Linked DNA regions of Mus musculus: all the other regions are linked to region 1. A link is a contact called in public HiChIP or PLAC-seq and promoter capture Hi-C data. All regions are on one chromosome and are shown on one strand. Each heading gives the region's core, a stretch centred on a gene start, on an enhancer-like site or on the middle of the called end of the contact. The rest is flanking DNA. Distances are from core to core; before and after follow the strand shown. Region 1 holds the start of Nom1 (nucleolar protein with MIF4G domain 1). Region 2 holds the start of Insig1 (insulin induced gene 1). Region 3 holds the start of Rbm33 (RNA binding motif protein 33). Region 4 holds the start of En2 (engrailed 2). Region 5 holds the start of Paxip1 (PAX interacting (with transcription-activation domain) protein 1). Region 6 overlaps Rbm33 (RNA binding motif protein 33). Region 7 overlaps Rbm33 (RNA binding motif protein 33).

Region 1 (4,024 bases), core at 375-2,874:
ATCATTCAGATGGTCTCTGTCCATCATGAAAAGAAAGACCTGGAAGAGTGGTTCAGATGATGTCAACAGGAATATGTGTTATGGAATGTTCATGTGGCAACTGCAACTGCCCAGGCAGCAGAGACAAGGGCAATTCCAGTGCCCCCTGGCTTTCTCCTTTTCCCTTTCATTTCATCTGGACCCTGCCCATGAGATAATTAATGAAAGCACATCGGGGATGGGTATTTTTCTATCTGTTAACCAGCTAGATATGCCCCATGGACAAACTAAAAAGGAGCCTCGGTGTCTCAGGTTATTGTAAATCCAGTCAGACTGACAATGAAAGTAATCACAATAGCTTGCTTTCTGTGTTGTAACCCCCGAATTAGTGATACTAGAGAGATGTCAGTGTTGTGTACAGACAGTTTGCCTCTGCATTCCCTGCCCTCCCCCAGAAGCTCCCATCCTCCCTCTATCCTGGGGCAAGCACAATATGCAGACAACTGGTTTCTGTGCTGTGTCCTCCTGCAGCAGTCGGGGCTCCTTCCCCTTCCCCTGGCGTTAGAATGGTACTACCCATAAAACTCCCCTTAATGAAGACATTCTGAGGAGACATCCTCCTTTGTGTCTCCAAAAATCAACACTCCTGCTGATAAGCAGCAGAACTCCAGATGCCTGTCTTTGAGACCTTAGAGAAATAACAAGCTCAAGGGAGACCATGGAAAAAAGGTAAACAGAGGTCAGGTCACAGACAGTTACAACTGGCCATAAAATTAGTCCCTGAACAGACACCCATTAACACTCCCCCTTCCCGATACACTACCAATCCACCAAATGATTACAGCCCTCTAATCCCCTTTTCTGTAGGGATTCCTAAACTAAACTGTATATAAACCCAGTGTTTTCTGGACTCAGGGTCGTTTGCCAGCATTCACGTAGTGAGTGTGAGGCAGGAGAGCTGAGTTCAAACTTTAAACAATAAAAGACTCTTTCGAGTTGCAGTGGACTTTGCAATTCTTGAGCTCATCTGGATTTCCCGTGGACTCAGGGCACAACATTTGTAATTGTGATAAGCACTAAGGCCAAAAAGCAACTAAGGAAGAAAGGTTTATTTAGTTTAGACTTTCACATCAAGTCCACCTTTGAGGGAAATCAGGACAAGAACTCAAAGCAGGAACCTGGAGGTAAGAACTAAAGCAGAAAGTGGAGGAACAATGTTTGCTGAATCTCTCGGGCTCTGTTCAGCCACCATTTCTATGTGATGGCTAAAGAAACTCCATTTTTATGCCAGACATCCATCTTGGTACCCACTGTGAAACTATCTCAAAGGAAAAGGAAAAGGAAAAGGAAAAGGAAAAGGAAAAGGAAAAGAAAAAGAAAAAAAAAAAAAACCAAAAACACACAGAGAAACAGAATTGACTGCCTTCTCATGGGTACACACGCACGCAAGAAAATGCAAGGATGTGTGAAAATTTATGCTACAGCCATACCTAGGTTTTCTCAGTGCTTCCCAAAACAAAGTACAAGAGCTTCAGATTTTAAAGGACTCTACTAGTGTCTGTGACCTGGTACCCTCCTACCAGCAGAGGAAACCTCCCACCGTCCTTTTTAGTCCATTGAAGCGCGCTTCCGGAAGTCCCGCCCCTTCCGGAAGTGATGCCGCGGAACGTCCCGGAAGTTAACGGCGTCTATAGGCATGGGGCTTGTGAGTTGTGGTGTAGAGCAATGGCACATGCTCTCTTGAAACGTAGCGGCGTCCGCCGCGGTCTGGGCGGCAGGGAGGGTCCCCTGAAACGGCTGCGGCTGGCCGTGGAAGACTTCGTGCGGACTACCTCCGAGAGCGAAGCCTGCGAGAGCCGCAGCGCTGTGGCGCGCTCCCGGCCCGGCGGCCGAAAGAGCCGCAAGGAGCTTCGTAAGGAGAAGCGACACCTGAGGAAAGCGCGGCGCCTGCAGAGGACAGTAGGCTCCGGGTCAGGGGACCAAGGGGGGAATGTCGGCCTTAACGATGGCCCGGAGACTCGACGACCGCCCACTGAGGTGAGACCGACGCCCGCCAAGGCCACAGCAACCCCTGCCAAGGCCAGTGCCCCCTCCACTAACACCAAGGCCTCGGCGGCCCAGCCGAAGGCCAAGGCTAAAGGTGCTCCTGGAAAGCCTGGTCCCGCCACCGCCACCGCCCGGAAGCGGGCACTTCTAGCGGCCAACGAGGAGGAGGACCGAGAGATCCGAAAGCTGGAACGGTGCCTCGGCCTCCACAAGCGTAAGAAGAAGGGCGATGGTAGCTCGGTGCCGCTCAGCTTCGCGCGCGACGGTCTGGACTACATCCTGGGGGCCCTGGAATGTGGGAGCGGCGGCGGCCTGTACGAAAGCAGCGAGGAAGAGGAGGAAGAAAAGTTGGAGACTGGACAGACAGTCTTGGAGAGTGACCTAGAGAGCAATTCTAAAGAAAGTGAGGAGGACCCAGACTGGCAAGTGCTGCAGGAGGATCAGGAAGATGTAAACTCGAAAAGGAGAGGAGAAGCAGAAAGTGGGACTCGGGGAAATAAAGGGACTAAGAAAGTGCGTTTTGCAGAAGTTGTAGAAAAGAGCAGAAGCTCTTCGGAAGATGACATAGAACAGCAGGTATGTCACGAACAGCCTGTAGGCCCTCTGGGCTGTCATTCCAAACGGAGTGAGGGGCAGAGTACAGAACAGTATTTGCACTAACACAGTAGCAGCCACAGCCTGCTGAGGGACAGGCTGACCCAGGCCATTCTAGGCAATCATAGAGCTTCACTTCGTTAAATAGCAGTACCCTGCTCCAAGTTCTCATGGGGTTAGTGTTTGGAGTAAGTAACAACAACAACAACAAAAGATACCGGATTTTCCACTGTACATTTTTGTTTACAATTTTATTCCTGTTTTCAAGGAGAGTCACTCTGTTGAAAGTGGTGAAAAGTACATCCCTCCTCGGCTGAGGAACGAGGAGGTAATAGATGTCCACAAGAAAGAAGAGCTAGACAGGCTCAAGAAACATGTTAAAGGCCTAATTAACAGGTAACCTTACAGAAATATGACACACTATCACTTAGTTGTAGAAACTATCTGAAAAGCCAATGATGGAGGCTAGGACTATACAGTGTTTTGGATCCTTGTTCTTGGTTGACATAACGGGACTTAAATTTGAACAGGTAGGATGCTCAACTGTTTGATATTGCCCTTTCCGTGTTTGAAAACAACCCACAGGGTCATTCTGAGAAGCAGAAAGGAACAGGACATGACTCTGTCCTAGGAGCGGCCTGGCCGAAGTCTGCAGGTCTAGCCTGCAGAAGTGAACTCATCTAGTGGTAAGCAGGGTCTTCAGCCCTTGAGGCACCGTCTGTTTTTAATTGTCCATTTTAAGAATAAAGCATCAGAAGGTTCATTGGAAGCCACATGGGTGGGAATTTGTCACTTACCTTCCCTTGTTGGCTCTCTAATCTTAACAAATAAATTGGAATCACTTGTCTAAAACCTTCTCCACTTGTTTTGTGTCCCTCACTCAGCCTCATTCAGGGCCTCTTCCAAGCCCCAAAGATGACCACTGTCCTGGCCTCTAGCACCTAACCCAATTTTGTCACATTTCAACTATGTATTGTTCTTTTGTGGCTTAACTTGTTATTGTAGATCACTGGGAATTACAAAGACAGAGTAGGGAGGTCCTTAGAGGGATCACTTCCAGGCTAGATTACAGTTAAAAACAGAGACAGCTAGTGGTGTGGCTAAGTTGGTAGAGTATTCATCTAACATGAACAAAGCCTGAAGCCCTCCCTTGCTTGCCAGACCACATAAACTAGAGGTGGTGGTACGTGCCTGTAATCCCAGGACTCAGAAGGAAGAGAGAGACTGAGACCGATTCTGTGCAGTTTTGTTGTTTGAAGATTTAGGTGACTGCTACTGATATCAAGATGCATGAGCTGGGCGTGGTGGCGCACACCTTTAATCCCAGCACTTGGGAGGCGGAGGCAGACGGATTTCTGAGTTCAAGGCCAGCCTGGTCTACAGAGTGAGTTCCAGGACAGCCAGG
Region 2 (3,752 bases), core at 192-2,691, 1.4 Mb before region 1:
GAGCAATTGTCTGAAGATATCAACCCCTGCCCCCAGGCAAGCATCACAAAAGCACACAAAGTATTATTAGAACCTCTTAGCCTACTTGGTAAGAATTATAACAAGAGGAAAAAAATCCGGGGGAGAGTCTGTAAAGACAAGCAAAATGGCTTGAGAAAAAGGGACTGAATTACATCTCAGTGCTCACAAGACAGATGCTTGGTGCTGGGGCGTGGGTGCAGGGTCTGGGACTGTCCCATCAAGCCAGCTTCCTGCAAGTGACTGGCATGTCTGTTCCTTAGGGCCAAGTTTCCTATGAGCGATGTGTCTGTTCCTTGGGGGCAAAATTGTGTGTATTTACACAGGTGTCGCTTTCTCAACATCTGTTTAGAGTACTTGCAGCTGATGATGGGTGGTAGAGGCAGCACCTGCTACATCCCACAGCAGAGACTCACTGCCTTTAACAATTTCCTATCAGCTGAAGCTGGGCAGGCCCTCCTGCTTTCTTGCTGTCAAAAAGGCTCCCATGTTGCTGTAATACACCATACAGTACTGATGTCCCCAACCCCCGTGTGTGTATGCCCATGAAACCTCACATGCATGGACTGGCCAGAGTGTGGAAAATGGCGAAGACCCAAGTTGCAACATTCCTTGAAGTCAAAACTGCTTCAAGCTCTTCCAAACAACGCATAGAGCCGCCTAAGAGAGGAGTGGACAGGCTGTGAGGGAAAGACAGCCAGGTCTCCACACCCGTGTCACGCTGGGAAAATGACAGCCCCCATGATCTCTGAGAAACAGCCTGCTTAGGAGGGTGACTTTGTTTTACACTTTTGGCACAAAGCCACATTCCTTACCTAAGGTCTCACACACACACAGTGCCTTTTCAGGCCTGCTCACCACCCTGTGGTTTTAGCCGGTGGCGTCTTGGCTAGGGGAGCCCTGGTCTGAGCTGTGAACCTGCAGAGCACTTGCCATTAGCAGCCAGCCCAAGCGATCCCAGGTCTTTTAAGCACTCAGGAGGGTTTGCGCTCCGGGTCCTTTCCTTCGGACCTGCGTGGACCTCATTATCTCAGAAACCGAGGTCCGGCAGCGCAATAGGGCAGCATCGGACCATCTGACTCGCTGGCCGCCCGCTCCGGTGCCCGCCCCGGCGCCTGCCCGAATAGCGCGCGCTCGAGCGCGTGCCGGGCACCAGCCCCACCCCCCCGGTGGCGTGTGCATACGTCATATGGGCCGCCCTCCTCCCATTGGCTCCGGCGGCCTCACCAGACCCCGAGCGGACAGGCGCGCGGACAGGGCGGGGCCGCTTGAAGACACGCCCCCCAGCAGGGCGCGCGGGCGGCGGATAGGCTGGGTGAGGTCACGTGGCTCCGGTGGCAGCCTGCCTTATAAGCGGAAACCGCGCGGGGCCGCGGCCGCTCCTGGGCCGTCCGGGCGCGGTACGTGTAGTGTCGTGGCGTGTACCTTCCATGCTGTGCCTGGACGCCGATGCCCAGGCTGCACGACCACGTCTGGAACTATCCAAGCGCGGGCGCTGCGAGGCCGTACAGCCTCCCGCGAGGCATGATTGCGGCGGCCGCTTGTCCGCAGGGCCCCGGAGTCCCCGAACCCGAGCACGCGCCCCGGGGCCAGCGAGCGGGAACCACAGGATGCAGCGCGCGGCCGGGCAGCTGGCACCACGACTTGGTGCAGCGGAGCCTAGTGCTCTTCTCATTTGGCGTGGTCCTGGCCCTGGTGCTCAACCTGCTGCAGATCCAGCGGAATGTCACGCTCTTCCCCGACGAGGTGATAGCCACCATCTTCTCCTCCGCCTGGTGGGTGCCCCCGTGCTGTGGCACGGCAGCGGGTGAGTGCCTTTCCTTGTTCTTGGGGTGGGGGAGGGGGATGAAGGGACACGTCAGCTGTTAAAGTCACCCTTGTTACAAGAAAAGGAGAACGGAGAGGGTAGGAAACCCCAGACGTTGGCGAGCGACAGGCGGAAGTTGGAGGGACTAGTGATGGAGATGAGGTCAGGAGATAATTGGCAGTTTAAGTGGAGGAGTCGCAGCTGTCTCGTTGAGCCAGAAGCCAGGATTGGCCGCCTGGAGAACTGGTGAGGGCAGCACCACGCAGCTATTGGCTGCCTGAGCAAACGTGCTACCTCGCTGGATAACTGAAAACAAACCATCACGTGCGCTCAAGAGGCAGTTGCCAGGGGACAGACTTCTCTGCCTTCTGCAGATTGTGGCTATCAGCCAAACCTTCTGGAACTCCGTGCCCAGTAGACTTGGGACAGGAGGAAAAAAGGAGCCTTTGGGCCTAAGCACACCTATGGTGTCACCTCTTAGGCCCAACGAAACTTGTAACAGTGCCACAGTCTTTTTTCTTTCCTTGATCATTTTGCTGCTTTTTGCCAAAAGTGTTGAGTAATTACAGTCCAACAGATCCTGCATAGTTTACAGTGTACAGCGTTGATAACCATTTGTCAAGTGTTTCTCCCCCCTCAGCCCTGCTTGTCCTTGTCCTGTCCTGTGTAGGTGGGCAGTATTTGCTCAGGTGCATCTTTCCTCCAATCTGCAGCCACAGGACAGCAGGAGCAGTGCCTGTCTGCTTTGAAGCCAGCTTTTATTGACTGCCTGCCTATGCTTTATATGCTGGGCTTGGGTGCTGTGCTGTAGCTGAGTCATGGGTTAAATGTAGGATGCAGGACACTTAACTGTTGATTTCCAAGGCTGCTTGCTCTCAGGCTCACCTGCAGCATTATGAGGGTCAGCCACATGACAGTTGTGTGCTTCTTGGTTGTTTTGGACTGGGGGTGGCCTCATTCATGCTAGGCAAATCATCTGCCACCAAACTACTATCCCCAGCATTTAAAAGTTCCTTGGGGAATAAGATGGAGATTTGAATTCTCTTTTCCTTACATATGAAACCTAAGGCTCTTTGAATTTGAAAGTTTATCTTCAACATGAAGCATCATGTTTGTGATGAAAGTTTAAGGGAACCCAGTAAACCAGTTTCTCATCTGAATATGAGGCTGGACTGGTACTGCTTTCACCACTGAGGCTGAGTGCCTGTGTTCACACTGGACAAGGTGGGACGGCAGCCTGACTGAGGTCTTGTGCCCTGTGTCCATGAGACTGCTCCCACTTGTACTGCAGACAGTCCCTCCCTTCCTGGGTTTTACTCTCTTTGTGTCTTCTGGAGTGCCCAACTTCTGCTGTCCAAATGTTTTGGAGTCCAATCTGTGTTTGTGACAGTTCCTAACTCTGAGAACCACAGAACCTTCTTTGCCCTCCACTTTACTTACATAATCCTCATTTCACACATGCGAAAACAAACTCGAGGAGACCTGTCCAGCCTCTCTCCCTTCTTGAGACCCTACCCTCCTCACAGTGTGAGACTTGTCTTCACTGGGGCCAGGTCAAGGCTGAGAAAAAGAGAGCAGTGTGGGGTGGCCTTCCCACAGCCTTTTCTTACAGGTGTATGTAAGGTAATACTTTGTGCTACAGGTGACAAACTGCCGAGGAAAATAAGTGGTTTGGATCCTACTAATAATGACCACACAAGGACTGATTTTCACCAGTGTATCCTAATCCTGTTTTGTTTTTCTTTAAACAGCTGTTGTCGGTTTACTGTATCCCTGTATTGACAGTCACCTGGGAGAACCACACAAGTTCAAGAGAGAATGGGCCAGCGTTATGCGCTGTATTGCCGTGTTCGTTGGCATCAACCACGCCAGTGCCGTATCCTCAGTTGGTGTCTGTGCAGAGGGTCATCTGGGTTGTGGCAGGGTA
Region 3 (4,155 bases), core at 532-3,031, 1.1 Mb before region 1:
AAAGCTACTGACCTATAGAAGCCAGTGTATCTAATAGCTCTGAGAGTTCCTTTTTTTTCGAGACAGGGTTTCTCTGTATAGCCCTGGCTGTCCTGGAAATCACTTTGTAGACCAGGCTGGCCTTGAACTCAGAAATCTGCCTGCCTCTGCCTCCCGAGTGCTGGGATTAAAGGCGTGTGCCACCACGCCGGGCTGAGAGTTCATTCTTAAACCCTCACGTTTAGATAGTAACCTCAATTAGGAAAGCACAGAGGGCGAGGTTCCTGTGAGGTATTTAAGGGCTGAGCCGTGCTCTGAAACCATTTTCACCACAAGCGTTGCAGTTTGGTTTCCTGGTTGACACTGAGCCTTTAACAGGTTTCTAGAGGAAGTTAGAGAGCTGACTGAAGTGGTATGTAGTGATAAGGAAAAGGGGGTGATTAAATCTGTACTCACAGCAAGTGATCACATCTCTAAATACTAGGTGTTCCTACATACAGGTTAAATGTTTTTCTAGTGAATGTTTCAGTACAGAATGTTTAGAGTTTCCTGTCCTGGAGAATTTCAGTTTTAGGTGAAATTAAGAAAACTACTTTCTTAAGGTCATAGCTATGTTAGAACATGAGATTTGAGTCAAGGCAGACATAGAGTTGAAATCCTGACTCATTCGAAGTGGATATTCAGTGGCCTTTGAGCAATTTAATCTTCATTTGCTATAATTGAGATGCACGTCTTTTTTCATGTGTAATACGTTATAAAGTATTATGAAGTAATTTTATCATTGTACCTATTTTTGAGAGGTCTTTCTCAAGACCAGCACTGATATTATCTTGAAAATATTCTCAGTTGGGTAGTCCATCCTGAACAGTGTAAAAATTAGGAAAAGGTGACAAGGGGTTCAAGCAGTTTAGATATGAATTAATGTGCTTTCTGACAGAAATCTAGTTAGTCAGTGAGGCTCCATGCCAGGCTTACTTTTATTGGGCAATGACTTCATGACGATTTTTTAAAAAAGGAATTTTTTTTCCTTCTGTTTCTTAAATGAACATTATAAAGCAGGGATTTTAGGGATTTTTTTTTTTTTTTATGAGGAAAAATTTCAATCACCTAAAAGTTGAATTTCACAGCAGACATTCTTTTAGCTCCCTAAGACTTTCCGGGAATGTGGATGCCCGCGTCTGGAATTCTCACTGAGCGGCGACCAGCCTCCATGCCGGGCCTCTCCAAGGGCCCACCTGCGGGGCTCCTCCGCCTTCCCAGCTCGCTTTTGCCCGAAACCTCGTCCTCAAAGCCGCAGGCTTGGGGACTTGCTTTAGGATGCTCTGGAGTCCGTCTTTGAGGTCGTGGTACCTAGTGCCACCGCCACACACCTCCTCTCCTTTCCTAAGACCCTACGCGCGAGGCTTTCCGCCAGCTCGCGCGAACGCGAGTGCGCGTGCGTCGATGTAGCGTTCGCGCGCCTCAAGCTTGGGGGCGCGGTAGCCAGACTCGGCCGTTAGCGTCTCCGGCCGCGCTTCGGCTCCACTTGCCACGGCGGCTCAGCCGTCGTAAAGCGCAGCCGCGCCTACTGCTGCAAGGCGATTTATGTCGACTTTACGGCGTGTGGCCGTCCACACTCCTCCCGCCTGAAGCCTCGGCCTTCCAGCCCGGCCGAAACTGTGTCTGTGCGCTGCTCTTTCTAGCGCGCGCCGCCGGGCACTCGCTGGCGTTCAGGCACCCGGGACCTTAGGCGTCCGCCCGCCGCCGCCTGGCTCTTCCGCCCGCCTTGCTCCCGGCGTGCACCGCGGCGCGGCCATGTTGCCGTAGTGTTGTTTTCTTCCTGCGGAGGCGAGGGTCCGCTGCGGACCGCGACGCGCGGGCCTCGCCTCTGCTCGCTCGCGGGCGCCGGCCCTCGCCGCTCCCCCGCCTCCCCGGCCCGCACCAGAGCCGTCGGCCTGCCAGGAGCTCGGGGGACGGCTGAAGGCCGGGCCCGGGGACCACCATGGCGGCCGCCCTGGGCGCAGGCGGAGGAGCAGGCGCTGGAGGTACGTGGGCCGCGGCGGGGGCCGTAGACCGGGCACCCTTTATGTAGGGCCTTCGTGCTGCCCCGCCACAGACGGAGCCGCCCCGGGCTTGCCGCCGCCGTTCAGGCCGGGAGCGCGGAGCGTTAGGCCCGAGGCGGCGACGCGAGGTCGGCGGCGGCCCCGCGACGGGGTCGGGGGGCCCTGGCGACTTCCAGTCTTCTTGGAAGATGCGCCCTGGGCAGCGGCAAGCAGCCTACTCAGTGTAAAAAGAATTTTGCGGTTTATTAGGGTGCTTTAAATAAACCTATTATCATCTAAGGAAAACTTGTGTTTGGCAGTATGCTTGAAAGGGATGAAGACCGTGTACAAAGGGTTGGTTACTGAACCAGTTGTTTGAGTATTTTCATTTCGCAATCGTAAACGATATGGAAAGACTAGCCAGTTATAAGTAAAACCACGTTTTGTTGAACGAGGGTTTTTTTTTTTTTTTTTTTTTTTAAAGATGTGGAACAATAAAAAAAATGACGTTTCAGGACTTGGATAAAAGACCCTCACGGTAAAATGTGGACAACAAAAGCATTTGCCAGCTAGTTCTGGCTATAGACACTTGAACTATTCTACATATTCCAGAGGTGTTAGTGATGCTTACTTACAGATTGGGGGTTGGGGTGGGCATGTTAAACAACCCTGCTTAGGAGTTCTGACCTCAAAACAAAAAACCCAAACGGCAGAGACTACATCCAGAATGCCATTTCTGGCAGGATGTGGTATGGTATATGTCACTGCCAGCTTACATAGATGATTTTTTTTTTTTTAACATGCAGATTCGAGGCTTTCTAGTTAAATGCTTAAAATACATTTTGTCTACTCTACCTGATTAGAGAAGGTAAAAACTTAAGGTTTTATATGTGAGTCTCAGTGTTATGGGAGCCCTTGGGTCAAAGCTGTTTTTAAAAGATGAAGATGATATTTTCATTTTCCATTTTTTCTCACTAGTGTGGTTTGGTTTTCCAGAGGCTGTGTGGCATGTGAAGACTTGACATGGATGGCTTGGGGACTATGCGCTTTTATGATCTTTTAAGTTTCTCATTTAAAACTTTAATAGTAAAAACTGATAAATATCCACACAAATAAAACTTGAGGGCTGTATATTAGTTTTTAGCCAGAAAGTTTGAGGGTTGTAATTTTAGAAGGCTAGATTGCCTTTTTGGAAGTTTGGAATTTTTCTTCCATCTTAATATCTTGTCAGCATTTCCATTGCTTAGACTTAATCCAAACTCCTTGGGAAAGTAGGCAAGTTCTTTTGAATATTCACCTTGGTGCTCAGCAGCTCTGCAGTCCTGGAACTGCTGGACCTCTTCAGCCCATGTGCAGTACACTGTTCCTGCCTTGAAGGGGTTACACTCCTATTGGTAGTTGGTCATCTCTGAGGCTTACTGTTGGGTAAGTTCACCCTTTCTAGTTCTTTCTGAACCCTGGCTGGTTCAACTTAGCTGTTTTGGCTCAAGCTCTTCTCAAGCTGATCGATCTGGCTTCTCTGGGATGGCTTCTCCTGGATTGCTCTGTTTGGCCTCACACCAACTCTAGCAACCTTTTCTAATCTTCTGGCTTCTTCTCATTTTCTGGCTTGTTCTCTCCTTCAACCTGTCTTTGTAAAACTCGCCAGTAAAACTGCCCCCTTCCTCCTTTTCTTTTTCCTTCTTTCCCTTTCCCTCCCTCCCTCCCTCCCTCCCTCCATCCCTCCATCCCTCCATTCCTCCCTCTCTCCCTTCCTTATTTTCACTTATTGTCTGCCACTCAATTAGACATCCCTTTCAAACATTGGTGCTTTCTTCTATAAACTAACTTTACCTTCCTTGTTTGGGATTAAAAGTGTGTACTAAGGGCATGTCTGTATTCCAGCGGAGGGATTAAAGGTGCTAAGGCTGAGATACAACTAGAAACATTTTTTTTGTTTTTGTTTTGTTTTGTTTTGTTTTTAGTAAGTAACACAATCTTGGGGGGATCACAGTGTGATCAAATATCCTGTAACTGTCTCCTGATTCAGCATGCTCCGGCTCCTGAGGGAGGAGGCCTTACTAGAGAAATCATTGGCTTCTATTTATCTGTTTGCTACCTCAGTGCCTCCCTCTCCATCTAGTAACACTCTTATTTTCTCTTGAACAATTACCTT
Region 4 (3,835 bases), core at 572-3,071, 1.3 Mb before region 1:
ACCAGGCCTGTTCCCAGCATCTACCCAAACCTACCTCCAGCAGCTTGAGCCTAAAATTTCTGGGGGTGGTTGTCTGTGTGGGCTAACTTCTGGAACAGCCCTTGGGAGTTATTGCCCTTGCTGAAACCTGCCAGGTAGACAGTTATGTGCACAATGAGGCATTGCTTGGTGTGGGTGCCCAAGTCCAGACACAACTGTCAGCCTCCAGATAGCCTGGCAGGCCTCCATGCCTGGGTTCTGTAGGCTCTGATTCCTGCCCTTCACCAGGACCTGGCAGTTCCTTATAGGAGGCTACCTGGGTTTCAAGTGTGGTAGCCAACAGGCAGGACTTATGAACAACAGCAGCCTGGGGCCAGACACCCAGAAAGCCCTCTGATGTGATCCTAGGCTGTCTGAGGACTTTTATTATTATGCAGCCCTCCTGTGCCCGCCCCCCAGCTGCCCTTCTGGATGTTTCTCAAAGTTAATACATTTCCATATTTTTTTTCACAGACGTGGGAGCCTGTAGTAACCAGAATTTTGGTAGGGGAGAGAAAAGCAAACTGAAAAGATCTTGGGAGATGTTGGGGAAAGAGAGTAGAAAAGAGCCATTCTGTCAGCAACTGGAGGGAAGTTTAGAGAAGGAATAAAGACAGAGCAAGGGAAAACAAATTGGAGCTCCCCCTCCTATCACAGCATCCCTATTCTTTCAAATTAGCCTTGCTTTCTTCCAAAATCAGCTTAAATGTTTTGATACAAAGATAAGGAGATCAGTGGCCTGGTGGCTCAACATAGGAAATGGGGAGTACTGATGACTGGCTCTCTGTCTCAGTCTCTGTCTCTGACTGGCTCTCTGTCTCTCTCTGTCTCTCTCTGTCTCTCTCTGTCTCTGTCTCTCTCTCTCTCTGTCTCTGTCTCTGTCTCTCTGTCTCTCTGTCTCTCTCTCTCTCTCTCTCTCTCTCTCTCTCTCTCTCTCTCTCTCTCTGTGTGTGTGTGTGTGTGTGTGTGTGTGTACAGCTGTATTCAGGATCACTTGTGGGGTGGATGGGTTAAAGGTTTGGCTAAGCAGTCATCACTCATTTCTAAATTAGAAGATCATGTTATAACCCTTCTTAAATAATCCTTTTATTTCTCCTTTCTTAAATGGTGCACTAAAGTGTATTCTCGCATAGATAAAGATCTACGTTGAGGTTCCCGAGGAGCCACTGTCCACGGGTGGAATCTTTCCGTATGCATGCGTCTCCTGCACAGGCACAAACATGCATGCTGAGAGTAGGATTCTGCAGGTACCTGTGCTCTTGCCTGCCGATTAGGACTGCACGCTGCTGGGGAACCAAAGTGACAATTTTCCCCTCCACCAGCAAAGAAAGCGGGTCACAAACGTCCCTTTGTATCTCGGTACCTCATTTAATTTTATTTATGCATTTTGTGCAAGGAATTGTGGGATCTCACCACACCGTAAACAATATGGGAATGTTAAAAAATAACGATCTTTCGGCGCGTGTCCAGTTAGGCGTAGCAGTGACCTGGTGGGACTGTTCACAAGCTTCCTCAGCGTCTCTAACCGAGAGAAGATGAGGAGTGCGAGTGAGCACCGCTGACTCGCCGATGGATCTGGCTGGATTATAGGCTCCCGCGCCGGGAGCCCTGGGCACGGCCACTTTAAAGGGGGGAGGGGAGGTGGCGGCGGGGGAGGGGCGGCAGGCGGTTCCTGTCACCAAGCTGCCGCGGGCGCGTCACGTGGATGAGCGGCGCGGCTGCCATTGGCCCGAGGCACGTGTCCAGGAGACCGGCCCGCGACGTCACTTGAGGGGGCTCTGTTAAAAATAAGAACAAAAATCCAGAGTGAAAGTGTCTCAGGTTGCGCTAAGTGGCCTGAAATTTTCCCGAGCCCGCGCGAAAGCCGAGGCAGCGAAGGCGCGCGGACCGGGAGGGAGGGAGCGCAGGAGGCCCTGCCCGGCCCGGCCTCCCGCCCCTCACTCATGCGGCTCGGGCCGCGGGGCTGCGCGGGGCTCAGCGGGGGCGCAGCCGCTCGCCCGTGGGGCGCCCCGGCCCGCAGCGGGGCGGCGGCCTGGCGCGGGGAGCCCCGGGGCGGGCGGAGCGCAGCGCGGGCCCACGGCCCTCCATGTGCGTGCTGGCGGCTGCGGGCGCGCTGAGAACCCGCGCCCAGCAGCCTCGAGGGTCGGCCGGGACCGGCGGGTGGCAACGGCCGAGCAGTGGCTGCCCGAGCGGGCCCGAGCGGCAGTGAGCGCGGGCGGCGCGCTGCCTGCATGCGCGCGGCAGCGGCGGAGGCGGCGGCGCCGGAGCCCGAGGCTGCTGACCACCAAAAGGAGCGCGGAGTTGCACGGACGTCCCGGGTCCCCGGAGTGGTGCGGTGACCATCTAGAGTCCGGTGCGTCGCCAAGACCGGGACCCGCTTCCGTTGAATCGCCCGGCGTCCCTGCCGGCGGGGAGACTGGTGATTTGCTAACGCACTCCGTGGATCCGAACGTGGCTTGGCTCCGAGCGCGCCCGGCGACCTGTAGGACTCCAGCCCTGGCCACTGTCGCCGCTCGCACGCTCGGAGGACTCGGCTGCGTAGGAGCGCTCGGGGCTCGCTGTGTGCCGCGGATCGGCCGGAGATCGCTTTGGCGGTGGGCCGGTGGAGAGGCGATTTGGGATTTTCTGTGAAGTATGGAGGAGAAGGATTCCAAGCCCAGCGAGACGGCGGCGGAGGCGCAGAGACAGCCGGAACCCAGCTCCGGCGGCGGCTCTGGCGGCGGCAGCAGCCCGAGCGACTCGGACACCGGCCGCCGGCGGGCTCTGATGCTGCCCGAGGTCCTACAGGCGCCAGGCAACCACCAGCATCCACATCGCATCACCAACTTCTTCATCGATAACATCCTGCGGCCTGAGTTTGGCCGCCGAAAGGACGCGGGGACTTGCTGTGCGGGCGCGGGCGGAGCCAGGGGAGGCGAAGGCGGCGCTGGCACTACCGAAGGAGGCGGCGGCGGCGCAGGCGGAGCCGAGCAGCTACTGGGCGCCAGGGAGTCCCGACCGAACCCAGCGTGCGCACCCAGCGCGGGAGGAACGCTCTCCGCCGCCGCTGGCGACCCTGCGGTCGACGGAGAAGGAGGTTCCAAGACGCTATCACTTCACGGTGGTGCCAAAAAACCCGGCGATCCTGGGGGTTCCTTGGATGGAGTGCTCAAAGCCCGGGGCTTGGGCGGCGGTGACCTGTCGGTGAGCTCCGACTCGGACAGCTCTCAAGCCAGCGCCACTCTGGGCGCGCAGCCCATGCTCTGGCCCGCTTGGGTCTACTGCACGCGCTATTCTGACCGGCCTTCTTCAGGTGAGCCCATGGGAATCAGGCCGCTGAGGGGAGGCCCGCGGGGCTAGGGAGGGCGCTTCCTAGTAAACTTGCACGGAGGGAAAGGATCACATTTTCTCCTGCACACACACACACACACACACACACACTCCTCACCGAAGCGTCAAAGAGCAGCAGCCAGGCAGTTGGAAGGACACACAGACCTAGGACTCTGTTCTTCTCTCATCTCATCTCTCTCAGAGCCTCTCACAGACTCTCTCTCTCTCTCTCTCTCTCTCTCTCTCTCTCTCTCTCTCTCTCTCTCTCTCTCTCTCTCTCTCTCTCTCTTTTTCCTGGACCCTGTAAACTCTCTGCCATCCTCAGGCCCATAGTCCCCAGAACTGGTTATTCCAACTCTGGGTGCTCTCCTGCTCCATTCTTGGCCTAGTGTGACCGCTGCGAAGGAGCAGAGGAAAAACCACAAGAAAGCGGTGAAAACTGGGGCACCCTTTGCCAGTTTATCTGACGAACCCGGTAGTTCGTTCCATCCTGCAAGCCCGCGGCTTG
Region 5 (3,566 bases), core at 930-3,429, 1.6 Mb before region 1:
GTTAAGACACAACTGTGACCACTCTCACTACTGGAAGAGGCAGGTCACTAGAGAAATGTCAGCAGCAAACAGAATGGAATAGAATTAATCACACAGTAACTAGACAAGGTGTAAGCACAGCAGAAAAGCCGAAATGGAAATGCGGGCATCTCTCGGAGGGATTGACTGGAAGCAGAGAGAGGAAGAGGCACTGCTGGGTTTCAGTGTGGGCACACTACTTTTGGTCCTGTGTGATCTGGTGAGAGTCTCTCGGTCACATTGAGAGAGGAATGTGGCTCTCCAGAGATAACCTATTGCAGATGGGAGTCAAAGTTCTGAGAGTCAACGAGGCAGCCACCAGGCATCAGAGGAGAACAACTTGACAGTGGTGTGCAGGCCGGAGTCAAGGAAGAGCTGAAAGCAATGCAGTCTCGAATAGTCTGCAAGCACCATCTCAGAACTGGAGCAGCCGAGGAGGTCTGTACCCACTGCATGGAAAACCGACAGTCCCCAGCCACGAGCTGGCTTCCCTGGACCAAGTAACTTTACCTTCATACACAGACTTCATCCACCGGCTTTAGCCTCGCATCACTCAGAAACATGAACACAGCAAGCCCTCCCTGGCCTCGCCTTCTCAGGTCCCAGGGCTTTCTCTTCATGACAAATTTCCAGAAACAAGTCTGACTGCGCTGTCCATCTTTTCTCTGTATTCGCAAGGACACTCAAACCTCCTCAAACTGCGCATTACTAATTCCATCTCACAGGAGCCACACTGTAACTATGCCCAGTGACCGTCAGGACTCGGGCCAAGTATACACAAATGCCTTTAATGCCTAGCACACGCACTCCACACAAACAACTTCTTGGACTCAATATCCGTTTAACACTCAACACCTCCAGCACCTCCACCTGTTGTATTTGTAGGACTCAGTATTCAAGGGCACTCTTCTACGGCACTCCGTGTACCAGGCCCGATGCCCAGACTGTACTGGGGTGCTCACCACCTGTGAGCTTCCTCAATCTGTATTACAAAACTTAAAGAATGGGTGCCCTGGCTCTAAACCTTTTAAAGAAGGCACTATTTCAGAATACAAGGGCTTACAAGGGGGATTTTTTTAAAGCACTCAGATTTCACACATAGTTGGGCAAACAGCGCAGCTCAATGTGTTCTTGGTTTTAAGTGACATTTAGTCCAAGGCCCTTATAAGAGCAAAAGTCCTAAAACGAAGAACAAGAAAGGGTAAAAGAAGAAATGTGGTGGTAGTAGTGGGGTGATCGGTACTAGAAAAAGTCAGCTACAATCACTGATCACACAACCGAAGACCCAACGGACTTTGGTTACTAGGATACAAGTATGAGTCTCTGGAAAGCCAAGCTCAGTGGCTCTTGGACAATTCCTTCCTTAGGACCCGTTTAGCTTACATTACCAGACACCGAAGGCGACACAACTGTAAGCATAGTTTAGAAAAGAAATGTTTGGGGCACTGTCCTGAAGATACCACGATCACAGCCACTGTCCTGTGGATGGATTCAGACCCACGATCACACGCACGAATCACGGTGACCGTGTAAGCAAGGGTACCTTCCATACCTACCGTACAATCCACCCTAAGGGAAAAATCAGGGGCCGGGAGGACAGGCCCCTTGGCAAGGGACACGCTCAGCAGGGCCCCGGCAAGATGCTCGGCCGGCCGCTGCGCTAGGTCGGTGCTCGCGAGGCCCTTCCCGCGGCCCTTCGCTGCCCGGCGTGCCCCGCGGCTCCGGCCTGGGGTCCTGCAGGGCGCGCGCGCGACGAGGCGGGGGCGTGCGGGGGGAATGGCCCGGCAGAGGGGCCCCGCGCGGGCGGTACCTGCGGGTCGATGTCGCCCACCGCGTAGTACTTGACCTCGCGGAATAGCTCCTCTGGAACTTCGGGCGCCGGCTCCGACATGATCGCGGCGGCGCGGCGGCGCCCGGCCCCGCGTCACCCGGCCCGCCGCGCCCAGCGTCGTAGCTCTGCCTACTGCCCGGCGGCACAGCCCGGCCCGCAGCCGCAGCTGCACTCGGACCCGCGCCCCCGCCCGTCCGAGGCCCGGAGCGCGGGAGCCGTGCGCGCCCTGAGGCACGTACCACCACACCAGCTCGGCAGGGGAGTATGTGGGACCCTCCCGCCTTGCGCGCCGCACAGCGCTCCTTACACCACCGCTTCGGGCATCAGTGCTGATGGTCTACAATAGTTCGTACGGCACATGGCAGCCTTGTCCCGGCCGAGTTTTCACGACCGAGAACCGAGGACACAGAGAGACTATTTCCCTCACATGGCCGCAGTGGACTAGCCAGGGGGCGGGTCCTGGGCGGGACTCCCGTCACCCCGTGCGGCCACCTGACAGCGCATGCGCCAAGGAGGCGGAGCCTCGGCACGGAAGGGGACCTGAACAATCCAGCGTTCGCTCTTCAGCTGTCGCCAGCGCTGCTGTTGGACAGCACGCGATCCGGCCCAGAGTCAGGCAGACCCTGGCTAATGGTTACTTTCCTTCGTCTGCCCCTTCCGCATCTACTGAGGTAGTTGGCGGGGAACTGATCTTCGATGAGGCAGGTTAAGAGCAAAGTAGGAGCCGGCGACATAGCTCAGCAGGCAGACATCTGCCGCCAATCTGAGTTCGATCCCTGGGACACACGTGATGGCAAGCAAGAACCGGCTCCAGCAAGTTGTTCTCTGGCCTCCACAAGCACACTGTTGCGCACACACGTACACACATTACACACACACTCTCTAAATAAATGTACATTTTTCTACGTGTATTGGAGTTTTCCCTGCATGTATGTATCTGCACCCTGTGAGTGTCTGGTGCCCACAACAGTCAGAAGGTGGCTTCAGGATCCCCTGGAACTGAAGTTACACGACACGTGGGTGTTGGGAACCAAATTTGGAGATGCTGCAAGAGAACCAAGTGTTCTGAACTGCTGAGCCGTCCAACCCTCGGTCAACATAGTTTTTAAAGGTAAACAGCAAAATCTATAAAAATTATCTTAGCAGATAATTATATTAAATATGGATGTGTAAAGTTACAGGAAACAATGACAAGCTGAAACTGCTGTGGGGCGCTCGCAGAATGACAAGTCCCGCAACTCGTGATACTGCTCTTTAATCAAGTTTTGTGTTTTCTGTGACCTTCATGCAGATAGAGTGTTGTTCTTTTTTTTTTTTAAGATGTATTTATTATTATAATATGTACGTACACTGTAGACACATCAGAAGAGGGCATCAGATCTCATTACTGATGGTTGTGAGCCACCTTGTACCTTGTGGTTTCTGGGATTTGAACTCGGCCTTTGGAAGAGCAGTCAGTGCTCTTAACCGCTGAGCCATCTCCCCAGCGCCCCCCCCTCCCCCCCGGGTGTTGATGTTCTTATAGTCTCAAACGAACTCAGAGCAGAGCCATTTTGTTTTACAGCGATCAGAAAATAAGCACCCTGTTTAAGTTGGATAAACTGAGTTCAGTTAGGTTAAAAACAAATGGCTTGGCAATTAGGATCATTTACTGCTCTAGCAAAGGACCCAGATTTGATTCCTGACATCCACACGGATGTTCACAGCCACCTATAAC
Region 6 (3,866 bases), core at 983-3,482, 1.1 Mb before region 1:
AGAAGAGGCTCATCAGACCCCCTGAATCCTCTGTTGAGTTATCCAGCCCTCACATTTAATTTTTGTAAGTAGAAAATAATTTGGATGATGTCCAAGTAATTTTGTGATCTACCAAAATTTTGAGAATCCCATGATTATAAAATTAACTCCCGCTTTTTTTTCTGGAAGCTTTGTATTATTAGCTGGTGTTAGATTAGAGTTAGAGTCTCCTTATCTAATAGTGTTTGAGGTATGAGAGATAATCATTGTTTTTAAGAAAAAATAAATGTTTTTCCAACTAATTCACTGGTTTGCTGTGTAAGTTTTCCCATCAGATTACTATAGTTTTTGTGTTGTTGGCTGACTTATTTACTGGCAGTCTCTTCTGCACCAATTTGTTTTTATAAAGTCTGTATGCCAGCACCCCAGCAGGTGCAGTAATAGAACATGAAACCAGGTCGTATAAATCCACCAAGTTAATTCTTTTCTTAGGCTCTTTCCTGTCATGGATTTATTAGTATCTACTAGAAGTCTGGCTAGGGGTTTAATGGAGATGGCCATGTATCTCTAGATTAACAATGAATGTTTATTATTTTAAGATTTAATTTTTAAGGTTTTATTTTTATATTCTTTGGTATATGAGAGAGAGAGAGAGAGAGAGAGAGAGTGTGTGTGTGTGTGTGTGTGTGTGTGTGTGTATGTGTGTATTTGGTTATGTACACGAGTGCAGGTGTTTGTGAATACCAGTAGAGTGTATTGGACCTGCTAGTGCTGGAGTTATTGGTGGTTGTAAATTACCTTATGTGGGTGCTGAAAATTTAGTTTGGATCCTTTGTGTGAATAGTATATAGTCACTTAGCCATCTCTCCAGCCCTCCCTTCCCCCAGGTAACATGTTAATAAATTATCTGTTAATGTAAACATCTTGATTTTTTTTCTCTGTAATCAGAATCCTTGTTATTTATTTTGCCTTCCTGACTTCCGGTGCAGGTGCTATGTACCGCAGAAAACTTGCTTCAAAGCTGCTTTCCTTGCTGTAGTTTTAGTGCTGGGAAGAAGATACCTTATTGCTCATCAGATCTGCTCTCAGATTGAAGAGAATTCTTTTTGGTTCTAGTTTGCTTGTGGTGATTTTCTAATGGACACCAAACTTTAGTAATTTTTTGCATCTGTTGAAGTAATAATATAATTATTATAACTGCTGCACTAAGGTTTTTGCTTTGGTAGACATGATTTCTTTTCTGTGGTCATATTACTAACATGATATATGGATCCAAGAATTGGCTTCCCTGGGAGCTTGTTAGGAATGTGGACTCTCAGGCCCCACCCTGGACCTCCCAGGACAGAATCTATTTCTAAAAAGGATTTCCAGTCATTGGTATATATGTAGTGATATACGTTGGTGTATATCATTGGTGTAACAGAGAGTAGTCCGGCTGAAGCATGTGAAGGCATAGCAGGGATTTTTTGGCAATGCTGTGTTGAGGCCTCCTCATAGATACTACTCATTCTGATTGTCTATATGTACTCAATGATTCAGAAATTTTAGTATTACCCTAGCAAGAACGAGAAATTCTGGTGCTGCAGAGCTCTTCAGCATGCTGAACCTCAGAGCACTGAAAAGCCATAGGCATTAGGCTGAAAGTAAAGTCAGTGTCCATGCTCAGCATTTGGATTCCTGGATCTGTTTTCCCATTTATACTACTTGTTGTAGAGCCTGACTTGTTAGCTTTTTGCATTGAGAATGTTTAGGAAAGGAGATCAACAATAATTTTCCATGGGTTTAGTTTCTTATATATTTTCTAAGAATATGTCTTTGTTTCTTTGAAGAGTAAAGATAACGTTCATGATAATGAAGAGGCAAGCTGCAGTTTTTTATTACAGTGGTAGAAAATGTTTAAATGAACCTTATGTTTAGTACGTATCTGTCTTCATCTGCCAGTGGGCTACTGAGAGTGACCTAAGAGAGAGATGATAGGGCCATAGGAGCTTAAAAAGAAAAACTATATGTAAAAACTGCTTTAGTTTCAGTTAGCACTAGAGGAAAGTTTTGTAAGAGACTCTGCTAAAATAAAATCTGGTTTTAGTGTGAAGAAGTGGCAGAAGAAATGGTTTTTGTCTTTTACTGGTCTCAGCACTAAGTCTGTGCTGAGTTAACACTAGACAGGAAAAGTGAAGTAAGTAGGGAAGGGGCAGGGGTAGTGACCACAAAACCCCAAACTGACTTAGGGACTGCTCTCCTGACAGAAGATCAAACTATGTGGTTGGGGTCTATGAACTGTTCAACTTACATGGCTGAAATAGCCATTACAGCTTCCTGGTGAGTCCTGTGCTATTAACTGTAGTGTTTTCTCAGTGGTGAATTTACAGATGTTAGCTTAGCTCATGGTCATAGACAACTTAAGTTATGAGGAACTTTGCTGTGGTCTGAATTAGCTGTAAGGCAGCAGGGATGTTTAACAGATGTCTGTTCTCAAGCAAGTGTGGGCAAGCAGTAGTGGGAGGTTCTCATGTATTAACTGTAGGCAGGAGTTTGCAGGTTTTTCCCTACTGGAGTTGGCTTCAGGTTTCACATAGCCTTTTACCAGGCACTTTGAGCTGTACTTATATTTTAAGTGACTGTGTACTCATTCTCTCTCTTTGCTTCTGTCTGCCTGTAGGGAGGAATGGAAACCCTGGAACTCCAGAAAGACATAAAAGAAGAATCAGATGAAGAAGATGATGATGATGAAGAATCTGGACGATTACGTTTTAAAACTGAAAGGAAAGAAGGAACAATTATTAGGCTTTCAGATGTAACTAGAGAGAGAAGGAACATTCCAGAAACTTTGGGTAATTCTTGGTTTTGGCCTGTGGGTAAATTAATTAAATTCCCCCACCCCTTTTTGGCTTGTTTCCTTGATCTTTATTTCCACTTCAGATCTCTCCATATCTTTTTATGATTTATTGTTGGTAGGGTGCATGGTATAAGTGAGGCTGGTGCCCAGTTGTGCTATGCTCAACATTTTGCCAAACAACCACTTCTAGGTTATAAGTGTTTGAGTGAAATATTTAAAAGTATGTATGTATGTATTTATTTATTTATTAATTATTTATTTAGTCGTTTTCTTTGAGAGTATATGACCTAACGCTACTCACCTTTGTGTCCTGTGTTCTTGACTGTACTAAGGTGGTAGCAGGGTCATGCTTGGCTCTTCTCCTGGACTGTGTCCCTCAGGTAGCCAGTGCTAAATTCTGGCCATATTGATTTTATTTTGTACTTGTAATGTCCTTATAGCCATTCTTTTGGGTTTTCTCTACTTGTTCCTGGGTGGTCAGTGACTAGTTAACAGAGATCATTAACTGAATGTCAGGTACCTACCGCTGAAGACCTTTCTCAGACTGTTGCTGGCTGAGAGCATTAGCACTAAAACCCCTCTGTACACTCTGTGTCCTTTCCCACTGATCATTGGGTACATATTGGAGTGTCACAGTCACCCCAGAGCCTGGGAGTATTACTTAGTGGTAGAAGAAGTATCTGACTAGAGTGACCTGGGGCTTTGAAAGCGGTATTGGAGCCACTAACAGCCCTTTTGAGACTTTAGTCCCATGCATTGCCCAGGAAGATTGTATTTTCAGTGTGTTACCAGGTTCTGCTTGGACTTTAGAAGAAAGGAGACCAACACAGTGTGGCTTTCTCAAGAGGAAAGCAAAGCTCATCAGGGTCTACTTGCCTTTCTGTTTTGGTCTAGATAAAAATAAAGGTCAAAGCCTCATTGCCTTGATGGTCTGTCAGTCCCCCCTCCCCATCCCCCTCCTCAACTCTCTCATCTCTCTTTCTCTCTGTGAATGTGTGTTTTTTATTAAATAATTTAAAAAAAAAATTTATATACATTGGTGTTCTGCCTG
Region 7 (3,922 bases), core at 767-3,266, 1.0 Mb before region 1:
GGTTTCTTACTGTTTCCTAGAGTGGTCTCAAACTTGTTACCCTCCTCCCTCAGCCTCTTGCATTCTTGGATTGCAGGCATGCACCACACACACACACACACACACACACACACACACACACACACACACACCTCTTGGATTGCAGGCATGCACCACACACATCACACACACACACATACACGCACACGTGCGCATATACTTGACCACATATGTCTGTCTGTCTGTATAATCTGTTTTCCAATGGTCTTATGTGACCTTATGAAAGGGTTGCTAGACATGCCCCCAGGGATCATAACACACAGGTTAAAACTGCTGCTTCAGTTGTAGAGAGGGGTGTGTTTGTGTGTTCCTAAATAAATAAATGCAATCTGTTTGTCCTGTATAATGTTACTTGTATTTTTCAGGGCTGACCATTGGAGAACGTTTTATTATAAGGCAGAAGTTAGCTCATGCTTCCTAAGAGAGCTGCCTCCTTTATGGCTATCTAACAGAAAATCTATGTAACTAAATTGAAAGCGCTCAATAGTTCCTTTTGGCAGTCATTCTCTAGCCAGGCTTTTTGACCAGTACTACTTAAGAACATGAGTCTCTGTGCTTAGCTCTAGCCAGCTGTTGTTATACCTCATACCAGTTGTGAATGACTCAACTTCTTTGGGCTTGTGTGTGTGACTTATAACCTGTGAGCCTGGTGTGACTCGCAGTGGGTGTTTCTTGTCTTTCATAGCTAATTTAAAAATTAAATCATTCATCTTTGCATATTTCATTTTGATTTTTGAGATAGGGTTTCATGTAGTTCTGAATTTGCTATGTAGTTTGAATTCCTGATGTTTTTGCCTACATTACCAGATACAAGAATTAAAGTGGGTTGCCACTATACCCGACTTTCTTGAATTTTTTTTAAATCGTGAAAGATGGAGAGTCTGAGTTTAAGACAGTAGATTTTAGTCATTTCTTTAATTATGTTACCTTTAAAGATGTTTTCATTCATTTGTCTTCTAGTTGTTGTACATTAGTTCTTTTTATTGGAATTATTTAGGTCCTCTTTATTAAAACAATTTCATCGTGATAATAGGAAACAATCCTAAAGATTTTCACAAGAATGATTTCTTGGGGGCTGGAGAGATGGCTCAGTGGTTAAGAGTACTGGCTTGTCTTCTAGAGGTCTTGAGTTCAATTCCCAGCAACCACAAGGTAGCTCACAACTGTCTATACTAGGATCTGATGCCCTCTTCTGGCATGAAAGTGTCTGTACGGATAGAGCACTCATTTACATAAAATAAATAATTTTTTTCTCTTAAGAATAACTTCTTGATATTCTGTGTACTTGTGATGGCTGGATCACTGTTCAGTTATGCCTGGAGGAAGATGCTGTGTTTCATATAGAGCTTGTTGTTGGCACCATATCTGGCATTGACTGCTCTGAAACTCATTTTTTATAGCACATAGAACTTGAAGCTCTCCTTCTCCAGGGTCACAAGCTAGCCTTCTGTGTGATCATCTGACACATAAAAGCTTCCCTGCTTTTGCTATAGAAAAACCCATGCTTGGGTAGTTGTCTATCTTGGCTGCTTCTGGGATTCTGTGCTGCTGCTGTTTCTTCTTTCTCTTCATCATCACCATCTTCATCATCATCTCAATTTTCTGCCTATAAATGCTAGGTCTGGTGGCTGGGAGGAGTTCTAGAAGAAAATCGGTGGCAGATTAAAGTGTTCCTGAGGATTTAAAGAGGTCTGTGCTTCCTGCTGGCATTTGCAATGGCTACTGTTTGTCTAGGGTTGAGCATGTGCCACTCACATTTTCATTTCACTGTGGAGCAAACTGAGTCTCCACATAACGAAGCAGTAGGTCCAGACATCTGGTTGGGTTCAATTCTGAGTCTTGGCCCTATTTAATAATAAAAGCAAAGGTAGGAAACATCAAAAGTTTATTTCCTGTGACTGCTGGGACCATCAGTCCTTCTCTGATTAACCTTAGAAACAAGCAGTTAAAACAAAGCCTTCAGCCTCTTCTGGCTCCTGAGAGGTGAAACCCAGCTCACCTCTGAGTGACCTTGGTTACTTGATTTACATCTTTGCTTATCAGTAAAACAAAGGCCTAGTTCCTTTCCGGGAACTATCCTTTGGTTGAAGGGAGAAAGTGGAAAGTAGGCAGATACTTTATCCTGATCCCGGTTATGAAAGATTTAGAAATTTGGCAGCAAACTAAGTAAACAGTTGTCTTCTTTGAGCACATGGAGAAGTGGGAGAGACTCAGGACCCCCACCCAGCAGGAAAGCTGGCTGGTCCGCAGTGGGCTTCTTTGTATTTGTTTTTAAAGGCTGTCCTACTATCCCGTGGAAGACCTCAGTTGATCTATGGGAGCTTGCTTTGGAAAATGGGGTGAATTTGTCCCTCTTCTTCCCTGTCTTAGAGAGGCAGTGAGGGTATCTCCGTCCTTCTCACCAGGCTTCCTTTAGAGACAGTGTGTGGGTCCCTCTTTCTGTGGGTCACAGGCTAAATTTCGTTTTGTTACATCTTGGATGAAAGAGAAAATTTGAGGCCTTGTCCCTTTCCCACATCCACCAGGGGTTTCTATCTTGTACTGCATTTGCTCCTCCACCCCCACCCTCTGTCTCTCTGTATTTCAATGTCCATTTATGACTAAGTAATTTCTCTTCCTCCGGTGGTTTATGAGAAGATTGGAGGTACAGAGTGCTGCCTTAGGCCAGAGGCACTAGAGACTGTAGCTACACACTGTATAGTGCACCAGCCTAGCCTGGGGTCTCACCCAGAGCCATATGTTTGATTTCTGGTCTCCTTTTAGTCTGGAGCAGTCTCTTGGTTTTTATGTTGCTTGCCTTTGACCTTTTAAAAGACTACAGTCTGTGATTTTTGTGGCCTTTGCTGTAATTTACATCTTATCTATTGCTTCTTCTGATATGTTTGAGGTTGTTTGTGTTTGGCAGGCTCGACATAGAAGGGAATGTGTCCTTGGTGTGGCTGTGCAGACTTGCCCTATATTGCTGAGATTAGCTTTAATGACTTAGGTGAGGCAGTGTTTGCCAAGTCTTTTCTACAGCTGGCCTTACCCACTGTAAGTTGTAGTTGGGAAGGAGCTCTGAGTGCCCCACTTACTACACTATCTTCTTACCATCCAGCACTGATGTGTCCAGTTCTAGTGTGCCTTGTGTATCTGCTCTTACTTGTTCATTTTCTTAACTTTAGTCAGCTTTGTGAGGTTTGGGTTTTTCAGTGAACTGTCACGGCCATTATTTACGTTGATGCTAGATCTCATCATGATTCGCTAGAGGGGCTCTCTTCTTATTGGCTTCTGTGTCCATAGAGAACTCTCCATTGTTCTTTGAATGTATGCTTATTTCCCTATACTCAAACTCTTGTTTGATGTGTCTCAGCCTTTTTCTGTGTGGCTCTGGGGTGGGTCTTTTCTTTAGAAGTCTTTAGTTCCTTGGAACACAGATAACAGGGGCTGCTGTGTTCATCAGCTTCTCATTACTGTGAAAAGGTGAGTAATTGGTTTTAAAGAAGAAAAAAGGTTTACCTTGTCTCACCAAGTCAGGTTTTGAGCCACAGTTTCTAAGCCTCACCTCTTCAGCGTTATACAGAGAAGGCCTTCTTTTCTCCTAGCAGCTGGGCAGAGGAAGAGAAAGGAGCTGAGGTCATCTCAAAAATCTCTCCAGTCATTAGCTTTCCCTGAGATGACACGAAAAAATATTTGCCCATGGATTACAGTGACAGACAAAATACAATTCTACCCAAATCCACCTTGGTAAGCCAATGAGTTTACAGAGCATAGAGGAAGGGTAACTTACAAGGATGTAAGTGACCTCCAAGTTGTATCACTACCATGTCCCACTCCATTGTAGACAACGACCTCATAAAAGATGCATCATGGAGTTCTACTTTTCAGTGAAGCTCCCATGTCT

What was found. Promoter capture Hi-C pulls out the DNA fragments that hold promoters and counts their contacts. HiChIP or PLAC-seq counts read pairs in DNA pulled down with a chosen protein or histone mark. Capture Hi-C pulls out chosen DNA fragments and counts their contacts.
Region 2: a promoter capture Hi-C map of liver shows a contact between it and region 1, with 3 times the contacts expected there. The contact joins the promoter of Insig1 here to the promoter of Nom1 in region 1. A contact is called at or near these places in 2 of 39 promoter capture datasets (embryonic stem cells and hippocampal neurons), 3 of 484 Hi-C or Micro-C datasets (B cells, CD4 T cells and CD8 T cells), 2 of 115 datasets of contacts at active chromatin or transcription factors (astrocytes and pro-B cells) and 2 of 9 other capture datasets (adipose tissue and liver).
Region 3: a promoter capture Hi-C map of second pharyngeal arch cranial neural crest shows a contact between it and region 1. The contact joins the promoter of Rbm33 here to the promoter of Nom1 in region 1. A contact is called at or near these places in 14 of 39 promoter capture datasets (the 3T3-L1 cell line, 3T3-L1-derived adipocytes, the C10 cell line and 9 more) and 2 of 9 other capture datasets (adipose tissue and liver).
Region 4: an H3K4me3 HiChIP or PLAC-seq map of forebrain shows a contact between it and region 1, with 5 times the contacts expected there. The contact joins the promoter of En2 here to the promoter of Nom1 in region 1. A contact is called at or near these places in 4 of 39 promoter capture datasets (cranial neural crest, frontonasal cranial neural crest, maxillary cranial neural crest and 1 more) and 3 of 115 datasets of contacts at active chromatin or transcription factors (embryonic hindbrain, embryonic midbrain and forebrain).
Region 5: a contact with region 1 is called in a promoter capture Hi-C map of pre-B cells, with 4 times the contacts expected there. The contact joins the promoter of Paxip1 here to the promoter of Nom1 in region 1. A contact is called at or near these places in 4 of 39 promoter capture datasets (cranial neural crest, hematopoietic stem and progenitor cells, hippocampal neurons and 1 more), 3 of 484 Hi-C or Micro-C datasets (B cells, CD4 T cells and CD8 T cells), 5 of 115 datasets of contacts at active chromatin or transcription factors (astrocytes, embryonic stem cells, epiblast stem cells and 2 more) and 2 of 9 other capture datasets (adipose tissue and liver).
Region 6: a promoter capture Hi-C map of neutrophils shows a contact between it and region 1, with 5 times the contacts expected there. The contact joins the enhancer-like site here to the promoter of Nom1 in region 1. A contact is called at or near these places in 8 of 39 promoter capture datasets (the C10 cell line, cranial neural crest, frontonasal cranial neural crest and 5 more) and 1 of 115 datasets of contacts at active chromatin or transcription factors (large pre-B cells).
Region 7: an H3K4me3 HiChIP or PLAC-seq map of embryonic stem cells shows a contact between it and region 1, with 5 times the contacts expected there. The contact joins the enhancer-like site here to the promoter of Nom1 in region 1. A contact is called at or near these places in 8 of 39 promoter capture datasets (the C10 cell line, cranial neural crest, embryonic stem cells and 5 more), 4 of 115 datasets of contacts at active chromatin or transcription factors (embryonic forebrain, embryonic stem cells and thymic regulatory T cells) and 1 of 9 other capture datasets (embryonic stem cells).

Annotation. Positions count from the first base shown.
Region 1 is chr5:29,433,043-29,437,066 of GRCm38.p6, forward strand. It overlaps Nom1 (nucleolar protein with MIF4G domain 1), which reads left to right and starts at 1,625. Exons shown (of 11, transcript NM_001033457.2): 1 at 1,625-2,601; 2 at 2,888-3,015. The coding sequence starts at 1,636.
Region 2 is chr5:28,069,971-28,073,722 of GRCm38.p6, forward strand. Insig1 (insulin induced gene 1) reads left to right here and starts at 1,442. Exons shown (of 5, transcript NM_153526.5): 1 at 1,442-1,825; 2 at 3,577-3,701. The coding sequence starts at 1,468. All of the region lies in intron 1 of Gm35223 (a long non-coding RNA gene), which reads right to left.
Region 3 is chr5:28,315,408-28,319,562 of GRCm38.p6, forward strand. Rbm33 (RNA binding motif protein 33) reads left to right here and starts at 1,782. Exons shown (of 19, transcript NM_028234.1): 1 at 1,782-2,003. The coding sequence starts at 1,961. Gm35602 (a long non-coding RNA gene) reads right to left here and starts at 1,680. Exons shown (of 5, transcript XR_003955879.1): 1 at 1,087-1,680.
Region 4 is chr5:28,163,875-28,167,709 of GRCm38.p6, forward strand. It overlaps En2 (engrailed 2), which reads left to right and starts at 1,822. Exons shown (of 2, transcript NM_010134.4): 1 at 1,822-3,310. The coding sequence starts at 2,653.
Region 5 is chr5:27,789,371-27,792,936 of GRCm38.p6, forward strand. It overlaps Paxip1 (PAX interacting (with transcription-activation domain) protein 1), which reads right to left and starts at 2,180. Exons shown (of 21, transcript NM_018878.3): 1 at 1,829-2,180. The coding sequence starts at 1,909.
Region 6 is chr5:28,349,834-28,353,699 of GRCm38.p6, forward strand. Rbm33 (RNA binding motif protein 33) reads left to right here. Exons shown (of 19, transcript NM_028234.1): 7 at 2,639-2,810. Among named protein-coding and RNA genes, the nearest start is that of Rbm33, 35 kb to the left of the region's middle. Within about 2 kb of position 2,233, at least 30 of the 459 cell types and tissues checked have an H3K27ac peak or open chromatin away from gene starts, as enhancers often do. A contact at or near this core is called in neutrophils, where this site is marked.
Region 7 is chr5:28,396,910-28,400,831 of GRCm38.p6, forward strand. All of the region lies in intron 15 of Rbm33 (RNA binding motif protein 33), which reads left to right. Among named protein-coding and RNA genes, the nearest start is that of 9530036O11Rik, 68 kb to the right of the region's middle. Within about 2 kb of position 2,017, at least 55 of the 459 cell types and tissues checked have an H3K27ac peak or open chromatin away from gene starts, as enhancers often do. A contact at or near this core is called in embryonic stem cells, where this site is marked.